Linked DNA regions of Mus musculus: regions 1 and 2 are each linked to region 3. The links are chromatin contacts, called in public HiChIP or PLAC-seq maps. All regions are on one chromosome and are shown on one strand. Each heading gives the region's core, a stretch centred on a gene start, on an enhancer-like site or on the middle of the called end of the contact. The rest is flanking DNA. Distances are from core to core; before and after follow the strand shown. Region 1 has its middle 40 kb from the start of Gm34022. Region 2 has its middle 20 kb from the start of Gm34022. Region 3 holds the start of Msx2 (msh homeobox 2).

Region 1 (3,770 bases), core at 798-3,297, 100 kb after region 3:
TATTATTTTCTTAACAGTTAAGGATACAGAATGCCTTTCCCTAGATAAGTGTTGACTGCAGCTTGGGAGGAAGGGCATTTCCAAAGGCATGGGTGACATTGGGTTCTGAGTCCTTAAAGGTGGGGGGACATTGAAAATAGAAAACACTGACAGAATGTGAGCTTCCAGGAGCTCTGGGAATGAGGAGGGCAAGGCAGGGGAAGCACCCAGAGAATAGTGAAAAAGTGTGTAGTGCAGGGCTAGCCTTTGCTTATGTGCTCCTTTAGACCCCAAAGGCACAGATTTTCATATGAATATCAATTGATTCATCAACCTAAACTCCATTTGACTTCTGGGTGAGCCCATGAGGCAGGTTCTAGAGAACCAAGGTTTCCAGAGTCTCCTCTCTTCCATAGGGCTTAGTGGGATATATTGGTTTGTCATGGCTGTGGTAAGAAGGCATGTGGTAAGAAGTTACTACCACAACAAGTGGCCTAAACAACAAGTTTTATTATTTCCCAGCTTTGGAGGCCACCTTCTACATGGGTTACCCCAACATTTGCCTTTATCTGAGCATGAAATTAAATTCTCCCTGTGGGTATGTCTATCCCGGAATTTCCTCTCTCTTGGACAGGTTAGAGGATTTAACAAGTAAAGTCTCTTGCCATGAGAGCCTAGCGACCTGAGTTCAAACTTCGGGAAGGGTAGAAGGAGAGAGCCAACCGCACAAAGCTGTCTGCTGATCTCTACATGTGTGCTGTGGCACATGTATGTACCCTCTCCCTCTCACACACACAAACACACCCACACAAGTAGTGATTGCCAAATTAATAAAAACAAATTTCTGTTTCTAATTAGGGTATCATATTAGATTAGGTATCTACTCTACTCTAGGATCGCCATTTTGGAAACTAATGACACCTACAAACTAGGTCACATTCTGAAGTTCTAAGCATGAGAACTTCCCATAAGAATTTGGTGGAAAACTCAGCTCAATCCGTAGTTTGGCTAGTTTGGGCATGGATCTGTGGTAGACCTAGCTTTTTCTTTATTGGCTGTGAGACTGTGATTGAACGTAAGTTTAACTTTATTTGAAGAGGTTGGTAGATCCCCAACTAACACCACTGTTTGAAGCAACTTCCTCGACTTTGCCCGAGTTGCTTGAAGAAACTTCCCGAAACTATTCTACAGAATATCCTATTAGTCACTATACACACATATAATTAAACAGCAACTTCGGAAAGAAGGGACTGATTTTGTCTTGCAGCCTCAGACAGGGATACAGCCCGTCAAAGCTGAGAAGGCATGACCACTTGAGAGTGAGGTTGTCCTGGTAGACAGGAAACAAAAAGATAGCAGGAAGTGGGGCCAGGCTATAAACTCTCAGAGCCTGCCCCTAGTGACATACTTCCTCCAGTAAGGTTCCCACCTCCTAAATGTTCCTCTACCTTCCCAAAGGGTGCTACCAACTGGGGGCCAAATGTTCAAAGACATGAGATATGAGGGGCGTTTTTTTCACTCAGACAACAGTGTCCTCTGCTCACTTCCCAGGGAATGCTCAGTCTTATTTCATGGCTCTGCAATGCCACTGTTGAACTACAATTTGTCTTATCCGTACGGTAGCAGGGGAAAGACCTTTGAAATCTACGCCTTCTAGTGGAGAAAAGAATCTTGCCGAGTAAGCCAACACTGGTAGGCCAGCTTCCCTGGAGAAAAAGTTGGATGCGCTGCCATTCCTGGGTGGATTTCCAAGGCCTGTAGCCTCAGAGAGGAAGAGCCTGTGGGCGGTTCCCTAATCTTTTGCCTAGAGACCAAACCAACCCAGCAGGTCTAATTGATGGCAATTAATAGTTCACATGTTCTTCAAACAGCCGTCTTGTTTAAGTGCTCCAACTGACTCATTTCCCTCTATGACAACATAGGTTACAAAGTGAAATTTCAATAGACAGGGCTTGTTAAATGTCAGCAGTGCAATCAGGCTGTGAGAGAACCAGAGGGAGTGTCCTCACTGGGTGAGCAGCACCCTCTTGTCTCTACAAAAGACAGGACTCACAGCTTGCTTCCCGTCTCCTTTCTTTCTTAGCCCTTCGGTCTCTTTCTGCCTTTGGCCTGGTCTAGATACTAGAATGGTCTACTGATGTTTGAGCTAGAACAAATGTGACATGCTTTTTTTTTGAAGCCCACCTGTTCAAATACATTCCGCCCGGAGAATATCAAAATTCCAAGGCTGTCTTGTAATCGCTGGAGTTAGGGGTTTCGCTGTGAATGCTGCTCTCCCAAGGACTAATCTTATCAATAGATTGGCCGCTGAATCGGCTTTTCAGGACTCCAGCTTTGTCAGTTTAGTCTTTATTTCTCTCACTGGAGCAGAGACGCTTTCCTGGGGGGGAAAACAACTTTTGCGGTATCATGGTGCAGATCTAAAATAAAGGCAGAAAAGGGGCCAATGGGAAAGCGACTGATTATCCAACAGAAAACGAGAAGAAAAAACCGAACAACTGTGAAGAAAGAGAAGCAGATAGCAACCCCAGAACTGTTGAGTTTTGTTTCAAACGCTTTCAAGTTTTGATCACAAGCTTTCTGTTAAGACAGCCCAGATCCTGAATCTGGAGGGCTGCCACTCCAAGTCAGCTACACATATAACATTACAAATTACTTCACTAGCCAGTATGTACTGTCACATGACATGATCAGCAGTCTCCAGGGTCACGTGTCCTTGGCAAGCAATAGAAAGTAGATTGTGGAGGCCAGTTCAGATGCCCACCTACTGCAGCCTCTCCGCTTCTGGCTTCTTGTACAGATGTATGGCAGGGGAGACATGACTTCCTCCCTGAGACGTTTTCAACCAGGGCTGTTGTGGGTTGGTCTTGTGTAGCATATATTCAGATGGTGATTTTTGTGCCCAGACATCTGGATGCAGCATGGCCAAGCATCTCTGGTCCCAGTGTTATGTACAAATTGTTTTCCAGCTTCTCTGATTGGTTAACAAAGAACAGACTTGGACCATGACTAAGCAGGAGAGGACAGTAGACATGGGATATCAGATCTTAGTGAAAGGGTCCCAAGTAGAGAAAGAGAAGACAAGTGTGGAAAGACCATGTGGACACCAGGAGGATTCACCATGAGGTCACGATGAGAGAGCAGCCTCGAGGACACACACGGAGCAGAGTGAGCCAAGGTGAGACTGAGATGTCCAGTCATGAGGCATTTATCTGTGTACTAATTGCCGTAGAGGGTTAGACCATAGAGGGTTAGAATACCTAAGGACCTGTCCAGCGTAGTGCCAGGAGCTTGTTAATAAAAATACCAGGTCACCATGTCTTTTATTTGGGAGCTATATGCACTAAGTGGGTGTAAAAATTGCAGTTATTTGGAAAAAAAGGAATGTTAAGAAAACTTATCCCCACCCCCACCCCAATACTTCTATCCAGGCACTCCTTCTTGCTGTCAGCTGGAAAGAGACATATTGGCAACTGTATTCTTATGTGGTAACTTTGAGTTAGTCCCAGGCTTGAACTCTAGCCCTGCCTCTCCTAAAGGTGTGGTCTAACACAGAGAGCATCATCTCCCCGTTTCTCCTTCTGTACCTTCACACTCCAGATCCATGGGTCACCAATGGACCAAAATTACTGAGAAAGCAGTAACATTTGTCCTGAATAGAGAGATGGCTTTTTCTCCCCATCACTGCCTAAATGGTAGAGTCTAACAGCTTTTCCCAAGTCACCCTCATTGCATTAGTTATGGAAAGTCATCCAGACACGATCTGAAGTACACAGGAGCCCACGATGGGT
Region 2 (3,747 bases), core at 1,201-3,700, 81 kb after region 3:
AAGTCACTGGAGGCTTCCCCAGAGGACCTGGGCTCTGTTCTCAGCACCTACATGACAGATCACAACTATCTGTAACTACAGTTTCAAGGGGATCCAACACCTTTTCCAGCCTGCATTTGTCACATTATTTTCTGTCACTGAGTCTAAGAGCAAAGAGCAGCAAACATGTCCTAGCTTAGATGTTATGGTGTCTGAAAGGTCCTCTATTAAAAGCTTAATCTATTACTTGTGAATTCAGCCCCCAATCATGTTTTCAGAACATAGGTGGAATTCGTTGGGCTTCACTAACCCCTGGTTCCGAACCCTTCCATGGTCTTCCCGTAAATTGGTTCCAAAGGCCTGTAAGCCATAAGGCCAGGTATATCACAGGAATGGAGCTGGCACTAAATTACCATAGCAAGGCACTAAATTACCATAGCAACTCCTCATGGCTTCCACTAAATACCCACCAAGAAGCAACTTACCGTAGGAGAACCTGCTTTGGCTTGTAGTACAGGAAGATATGGTTTGTCATGGCTGGGAAGGCATGGGAGCAGCTAACAGTCTGACATAGCTGTTAGTCACAACTTAAAGGACCAAGGAAGGGCAAAAGGGTAGGAAAAATGGCCGTGCTCTAAACTTGAAGGCTGTTTTCCCAGAGGCCAACTTCTGCCAGCTGAGCCCTCTCAGTCAAAAGGTTCTACCACTTTCCAAAAGAGTGCCACCAGCTGGTGACCAAGTGTTCAAACAAAAGAGTCTGTCTCTGTCTCTGTCTCTGTCTCTGTCTCTGTCTCTGTCTCTGTCTCTGTCTCGTCTCATCTCTCTCTCTCTCTCTCTCTCTCTCTCTCTCTCTCTCTCTCTCTGTGCACATGCGCATGTATGCACATGTATGTGTGTATTGCCTGTGCATACATGTGTGGAGGCCAGAGGTTGTTTTGGGTTCTCTTCCCCATCTCTCTCTCTCTCTCTCTCTCTCTCTCTCTCTCTCTCTCTCTCTCTCTCTGAGGTAGGGTCTCCCACTGAATCTGGAGCTCTGCATTTTGGCCCGTAGGCCCTCAGCACCCTCCTGTCTCAGCTGCCCCAGTGCTGGGGATGCAGACCTGAGCTCTGGCTCCCGGCATTCAGCTGTGTTCTGGCAATCTGCACTTAGGTCTTCTGAGCAATCTCTGTATCTCCATCAGAGGATTTTTAAGGAAACATAGGCAGTTGCTAAGTCACTCAGAATCACATCACAATTAATAAAGCTCGATGAAAAGTGGGGATTTCATTTCTAACCCATCTTCACATTGCCTAGTTACCAGTCAGCCTTGCTCATGGCCAGGGTGACCCTCCAGCCACATCATCTAGGGTCAGTGTGTGGTACAAGGCATCAGATCTGGGCGGGGTCCTTGGGGTGCCTCTCACTGCTTGCTTCTTTATTGAGGAAGGAAAATCCAGAGTCTCCAGATAGAGGTGTCAGGTAGTACTCCACAGGGAAGCCACCCCAACCGCCTTGCCTCAGTTCACAGGCGTGTTTTGTACCTGCATTCATTCCTAAGATGTTCTGAGGAACTGTTTTCAGTGGTGGAAGGGAAGGCTCCTGGGATACCAATCTACAAGCAGAAGAGTGCTTGTTTAGTAGGCCCTGGCCTAGAGTCAATTCCAGGAAATGAAAAGAAAAAGTAGTGAAGGTTTTCTTCTGGAAGAGGAAAGGATTGGGTGAGATGGAAGGGCGACGTGCAATGTGCAGCAGGGAGGAGCTGAAGATCCAGTCTCCTCTGTGCAGTTTGATGTGTGTGTGTGAGTGTGTGTGTGAGTGTGTGTGAGAGAGAGTGTGTGAGTGTGTGAGAGAGTATGTGTGAGTGTGTGAGAGTGTGTGTGAGAGAGAGACACACAGAGAGACAGAGTGTGGGTGTGTAAGAGAGTCAGACAGACAAAGAGACAGATAGGCAGGCAGACAAAGAGACAGACAGAGTGTGAGTAAGAGAGACAGAGAGACAGAGAGACAGATACAGTGTGTGCATGTGAGAGACAGACAGAGACAGAGAAACAGATCGACTGACAGAGAGACAGACAAAGGCAGACTCAGAGAGGCAGAGAGACTGAAGACGAAGAGATGGGCAAAGACAGACTCAGAGACAGAGAGAGACTATGTAAGAACACTTAAGACCCATACTATGAGAACATACAATATTTTTTCCAAAACCAATCCCCGCCTGCACACACCTCCAGATGCTCTAGAGGAGTCTCTACCATATAGACTCTATGTAAGCAGTTCTCAGAGTGTGTTACTGGAAGCCACAGGAAATGGCTGTGTGGGCTCAGCACAGATGTCGTACTTGTCTCCCCTTATTTTGAGATCAAGACCACGAATGCTACACCTATCAGTCCAGAGCCAGCGCTGCTCCACTTCCTGCTCCACACCCTCTGTTCTTCCCGACTGTCACCTCAGCTCTTGACATGGCTTTGCTGACACAGCTCTCTCACAAAATGCCCAGTGGCCATGTACAGAAGCAGTGAGCCTCCCTCTCCTGGGTCCTAGAGGCCTGAATGCACTTCTTCATCCCCGTACGATTCTTACGTGGGTGGCTGCTATTTAAGATCTGCCCTGTCCGCTTGGGTCCAAACAGAGGCCAGCGCTTGGCTTAACGTATGCAGAAGTGGTTACCTGCCTCAAAGGAGGAAGTGGGCAGAGTCCAGTGAACACAGGCCCTGAGCTTGGGCAGAGCTCTGCAAACACATGGCCTCAGCCTGGACTGTTGTCAGCCAGCTTGGCTCACCTCTTCTGCTCCTCAGGCCTCAGTGGACCCTGGGAGGATGAGGATGACGATGACGATGGGTGGATGATGATGATGATGGTGGTGGTGGTGATGATGATGATGATGTAGAGGAACACCTGAGCAACCAGACCCGGCTTGGCCTTCTGAAATGGTTCTCTCTATTGGTCAGGGATGAATGCAACCCGCTCCCCCCCACAAGTTTTCTTCCTTTCAAAACGCCCTTTAGAAGAGAGGGAGTCGCCTTTTGCAGCGAGCTTTGACAAAGCTCTTCAGTTCTTGGGAATCTCTCAATTGCTTTATAGCAAACAACAAAGAAACGTTTGGGGAATGTACATTAGTTTAAAACCACCTCAAACATCACGGGGTTAGAATTCTTAAAGAGATAATCTGACAGAATCTGCAAGGGAGGGGAAAAAAGGCAGAGACTTTTTTTTTTAACACAGATTTAGCAATTCTTCCTCGGGCTATGACCTCGAATTACAAGTGCTGGATGTCATGGTAAATAAGCCTTTAAAGCCCCTGCCTGAAAAGCGACTCTGCACGGCTCTTTTGTGGAGGGCACGAAGGCACACACACCCAGAGCAGGCACACAATCCGGTCTGTGCTCATGTCATGCAAATGGGACGTGGATCTGTTTGCAGCCACAGCCACAGCCACAGCCGCAGACGTGGGAGCTTCAAGCCCTGATGTCAGCACGCTCAGAGAGAGGTGGGGAGAGGGTCTGTAAAACAGGCCGATTGTCTGTTGCAGGAGTCAGCTCTCTGCACCAGATGCTAAATCCAGAAGTTAAGGATGGAATTAGGAGCCATTTCAGGCGGTGAATATACTGGGGGGGGGGGATGTTTTTATATGAACATATTATAAAATTGTAAATGACCACATCTAAATTACATGCCTATTAACGTATTCACTAAGCAGACATTTGCCTGGCTTAGCTCACTCTCTGAAGCTTTGCATGTACTGGGTCCAACCATGTTTTTTGTTGCTTTTTGACCTAGGAGTGCAGGAC
Region 3 (3,910 bases), core at 1,240-3,739:
CTCCAACTCCAGCCCCCCCCCCCCAGCTGATTCTTGGCATTCTCCGAGCTCATCCTGCTGACACTTCCACCCCCAAGTATCAAAAACCTTGTGTTTCCAAATGAAACCTCCTCCGAAAGCCCCTAGCTTCTCTTATAAAAAGGATTTATCTAGGGCAAGGAAAAACTGCCCACTGCAGAGATGTTACAGAGCCAGTGGGGGCGGGGACACAGTGGGGGTGGGGTGGGGTGGGGTGGGGAACTGCCCCACCAGACCGCCAGGCCTAAGTATGCCAGGATTTCTGACCTTTGGCCACCATACCATTTAAGGCTGAAATCCTGGATGTGTTGTGGGGCATTGCCCCAGGCCTAGGAATACAGGCACTCCAAATTTGTTAAACAAGTTAAGACTCTTCATGTTTCTGAACCTCCATTTCGCTGACAATAAAATGGATAACTACTACTTATCCCTCGGGTGGCTTAGAGAGCTACATGTTGGAGTGCCCAGAGCCCCACTTGGGGGGTAATGAGCAAATCAATGTGCCCAAGAGCTTTTTTTTCCATGGGCCCAAACTGCTGATCCCTCTGAACTCTGCTGTGAAACGGCCTCTTCTGTTAACAAGAGGCTCTCGGCTGCCGCACAAAGGAGATCAGATAAGATAATGTATTGAAAAGCACTGTGCAAACTGGAGTTTAAATTCTTTAAGTCCTTAATCTCTGCACCCTTTCAGCCTTTCAGAATTTCCAGCAGGGTGGAGAGAGACAGCCAGAGGGGACAGCCACTGACGCCTGGGTATATGGTCTTGTTTTGTTCACAAAATACTTTGCATCTCTAGTCCAGAGGGCCGGGCTGAAAGGTAGAAAGGAAGACAAGTTCTCCCCCAGCTGAGCTGGGAAAGTCCCTCCACAATCCCTCTCCCTCTTTCTCAACTTTCCCAAAGTTTGATGGGGGGGGGGGCAGGAAAAAAGGCAACAGAAGAGATAAACCTCAAAGGCCAAGAGATAAAACTAAAAACAAAGTTTCAGGAATGGACCCCAAAGGGATGCTAAGTCTGGAAAGGAAGTCGGCACAGCCTCCCTGGAGGAAGTGGGGTGCAGTGAAAATAGCAATATGGCCATCACCCTCAAAAGAGGGGGCAGAGAGCATGGACACCAGACCCCCATGCCCATTGCAAGTATGAATGGTAACCTGGACCAAGCAAGAGCAATCCTCTAAGCACTAGCCACCAAGTCTGAAGGGGTAGCCACAGGTGGCATGCCTCTGCCTGTACTTTGAGGTTCTAGCAAGCAGCCAAATCTGGCGAACTTGTGGCCACCTCACTGTACATTCTCAAGTTCTGAAGGAATGCTGTTAATTATTACTGTGAACCCAGGAGAGCCCACGAGGGTCTGGCCCAAACTAGCTCCCTGCAACACGCAGAACCTAACCAACAACGGACTAGAATACAAGAAGCTTCCTTTCCGAATCAGTCTCTGCCTGCCACCTTCCCTTCATAGGATGGACACTGGAGTTCGAAGACTACCAAGTATGTCTGCTCCATGTCTGGTTAACTTCCAGTTGTCTAGTCTTTATAGTGGGGTGAACTTCATGGGGCTGCCTGTATATTTTGAAGGCCAGCAAAACCACATTTCAATACTCATTTAAAGTGGATCCCAGCCCGGTGTGGTGGTGCACACCAGTTATTCTAGTACTTAGGTGGTGGAGTAAGATGACGAGTTCAAGACCATCCTGAGCTGCATACCAGCACGGGCCACAGGAGACCCTGACTCAACAAAACAAAACAGCGACTCTCCCCTATTTCCCGGGCAGGTACACAAATATGAAGTTTTCGGAGCAGGGGGCTAAGGACTGCAGAAATCAACAACTTGGTTTGGTTTTCAAATGCCAGCCAGCGCTCAGGTACTGCAGATTCCTCGAAGCTAGGGATTCTGGGATGCGGACCGCCCGCTGAACTGGGGTACCAGGGGGGTCAAGAGCATCATCCTGTTAACACCCGTTCCCCAGCCCCTCTGGGACCCCTCGCGCTGGTCCAGCCCGGATCCCGTCCCAGACGCGCACTCACTGGGCGGCGGGGAGTATCTGCCGGGCTCCTGTATCCACGGTGCTCCGTCTTCGGAATTTTCCGACTTGACCGAGGCGGTCTCGAAGGGCTTGACGAGAGGCCCGGGACTGTGAGCGTCCCGGACGCCGTGTCCCGGCAGCAGCAGCGGCCGCAGGACAGCGCCAGCCGAGGCGCAGTCGGGTGGCACCGCGGGCGATTCCTTGGGCGGCTTCTTGTCGGACATGAGCGCCTCCACGCTGAAGGGCAGGCTGGAGACCTTGACCCTGCGTTCCTCTGCGCTGCCCTCGGCTCCTCCAGGCCCGGGACCCGGGCCGGCCAGTACCGCGGGGCCCTCCTCATCCGACGAAAACAAGTCACCGCCTTTAGTCGGAGAAGCCATGACTTTCTGCGCCGCGTAGCTGTCGGCGCGCGACTCCGCTGGCAACTCTCAAGCGAAGACTCCAACTTTTGGGGGGGGAGCCGGCAGGGGCGCGCTGGGAGCCCAGCCTGTCCTCCGAGGGGAAGTGGGAGACTCGGCTCAACCAACTGGCGACGGCCCTGCTCCTGACGCCACGGACGCTCGCCACCGATTGGCTCTCCCTGGAGAGGCTTGGGGCCCTTCCCCCGCCCCGTTTGAAATAAATTAGGAGTTAATTACAGGAGCAGTCAGCAGAGTTGTTATTAGGCGATCCCTCAAGGGTTATAATCGCCCAAACTGAAAAGTCTAAGGCGTAATTAAAGCCGATTGTTTAAAGAGGAAGCTTGCCGAGTCTCATTTCTTGTCTTTTAACCCCTCTTTAAAGTGTTTCTGGTGCCGATCCCACACGCTCCCGCCTGAGAATGTTGGAAATCTGCGGAGGGCATGGAACATTTATAAAGCTCCCACTATGAGCTCAAACTAGTGTATCTTTGTAACTATAATGGAAAACAATAGCAGCATCTTTACTAATAGAAATAGTTTAGGCATGGTCCTTAGTTGTCTTATCTTTGGAGAGTGTTCCAAGACATTAGCTGTAACTCATTCCTTAAGAAAAGGGACAAAGATGAGAAAGGCTGAGAGGTGGTCAAGGGATATTCAACTAATCTCTACCCTTTCTCCCTTTTTTTTTCCTTTAAAACAGACTCTTGCTCTCCAGCTCTGGCTAGCTTAGAAGTCGCTCCCTATCTTACCCAAGATGGTCCTGAACTTGCTACCCCACTGGCTTCGTCCCTGGTGTTGAGAGTGTAGGTGTGCACCAGCAGACCCAGCGCCCATTGGTTCCTGGCAGCTAATTTACACAAATGATCTCCATTTCATACTCTGTCCAAACAGGACAAGTTTTAGAAACTGTCAATGGGGATATTTTCTCACCCCTTGAGTCTCCTCTCTAGGCCCGTGCAAAAGTGTGCTCATGAGGTTTTTTTTTTTTTTTTTTTTTTTTGAGTTTGTGTTTGTCATTGGAGTTCAGGTGTCAGGATAGCATCTGCCTTGGGAGGTGATGGGCAGGGGAGAAGGGTATTTGTGACATTTAGTGTCTTTATTCTCTCTGCAAATAACAGGGTTCGACTTTGCAAACCCAAAGCCTGAATATCTTTGGGGAAAGCTCATCTCACCTGACTTTGAAATTTTAAGCAGCATACCTATCAGGATCCCACCCTAAAGCACACTCTCTATCTAACTGCAGCCCCAAAGCATCAGTGACCAACTGTATCAATGCATGGAAGAAGAGAGTTTTGAGACAGAGGCCTGAAATAATTCTGCACCTCCCTTGCCCGCAAGCCAGCAGGAGCAGAAAGATCGCTGCAAACAACCCATTTCAGGCTGCAGAAGCTTTTTCATAGATCCAAAAACCCATCCGGACTGGTGGGGGAAAGAAGAGCCTGCTAAGCGCTGGTCCCAAACAGCAAATG

The links. HiChIP or PLAC-seq counts read pairs in DNA pulled down with a chosen protein or histone mark.
Region 1: an H3K27ac HiChIP or PLAC-seq map of extraembryonic endoderm stem cells shows a contact between it and region 3. The contact joins the enhancer-like site here to the promoter of Msx2 in region 3. A contact is called at or near these places in 4 of 39 promoter capture datasets (cranial neural crest, frontonasal cranial neural crest, maxillary cranial neural crest and 1 more), 1 of 15 datasets of contacts at CTCF or cohesin (the NIH/3T3 cell line), 12 of 484 Hi-C or Micro-C datasets (embryonic fibroblasts, embryonic stem cells, extraembryonic ectoderm and 6 more), 13 of 115 datasets of contacts at active chromatin or transcription factors (astrocytes, craniofacial prominence, embryonic forebrain and 7 more) and 2 of 9 other capture datasets (embryonic tail and pancreatic islet).
Region 2: a contact with region 3 is called in an H3K27ac HiChIP or PLAC-seq map of trophoblast stem cells, with 18 read pairs. The contact joins the enhancer-like site here to the promoter of Msx2 in region 3. A contact is called at or near these places in 4 of 39 promoter capture datasets (cranial neural crest, frontonasal cranial neural crest, second pharyngeal arch cranial neural crest and 1 more), 5 of 484 Hi-C or Micro-C datasets (embryonic somatosensory cortex, embryonic stem cells, group 2 innate lymphoid cells and 1 more), 7 of 115 datasets of contacts at active chromatin or transcription factors (craniofacial prominence, embryonic forebrain, embryonic hindbrain and 4 more) and 3 of 9 other capture datasets (embryonic tail, liver and pancreatic islet).

Annotation. Positions count from the first base shown.
Region 1 is chr13:53,571,259-53,575,028 of GRCm38.p6, forward strand. No RefSeq gene overlaps it. Among named protein-coding and RNA genes, the nearest start is that of Gm34022, 40 kb to the left of the region's middle. Within about 2 kb of position 2,048, at least 6 of the 459 cell types and tissues checked have an H3K27ac peak or open chromatin away from gene starts, as enhancers often do. A contact at or near this core is called in extraembryonic endoderm stem cells and trophoblast stem cells, where this site is marked.
Region 2 is chr13:53,551,056-53,554,802 of GRCm38.p6, forward strand. No RefSeq gene overlaps it. Among named protein-coding and RNA genes, the nearest start is that of Gm34022, 20 kb to the left of the region's middle. Within about 2 kb of position 2,451, at least 28 of the 459 cell types and tissues checked have an H3K27ac peak or open chromatin away from gene starts, as enhancers often do. A contact at or near this core is called in craniofacial prominence and trophoblast stem cells, where this site is marked.
Region 3 is chr13:53,470,291-53,474,200 of GRCm38.p6, forward strand. It overlaps Msx2 (msh homeobox 2), which reads right to left and starts at 2,490. Exons shown (of 2, transcript NM_013601.2): 1 at 2,042-2,490. The coding sequence starts at 2,420. Gm33763 (a long non-coding RNA gene) reads left to right here. Exons shown (of 4, transcript XR_873406.2): 2 at 3,685-3,910.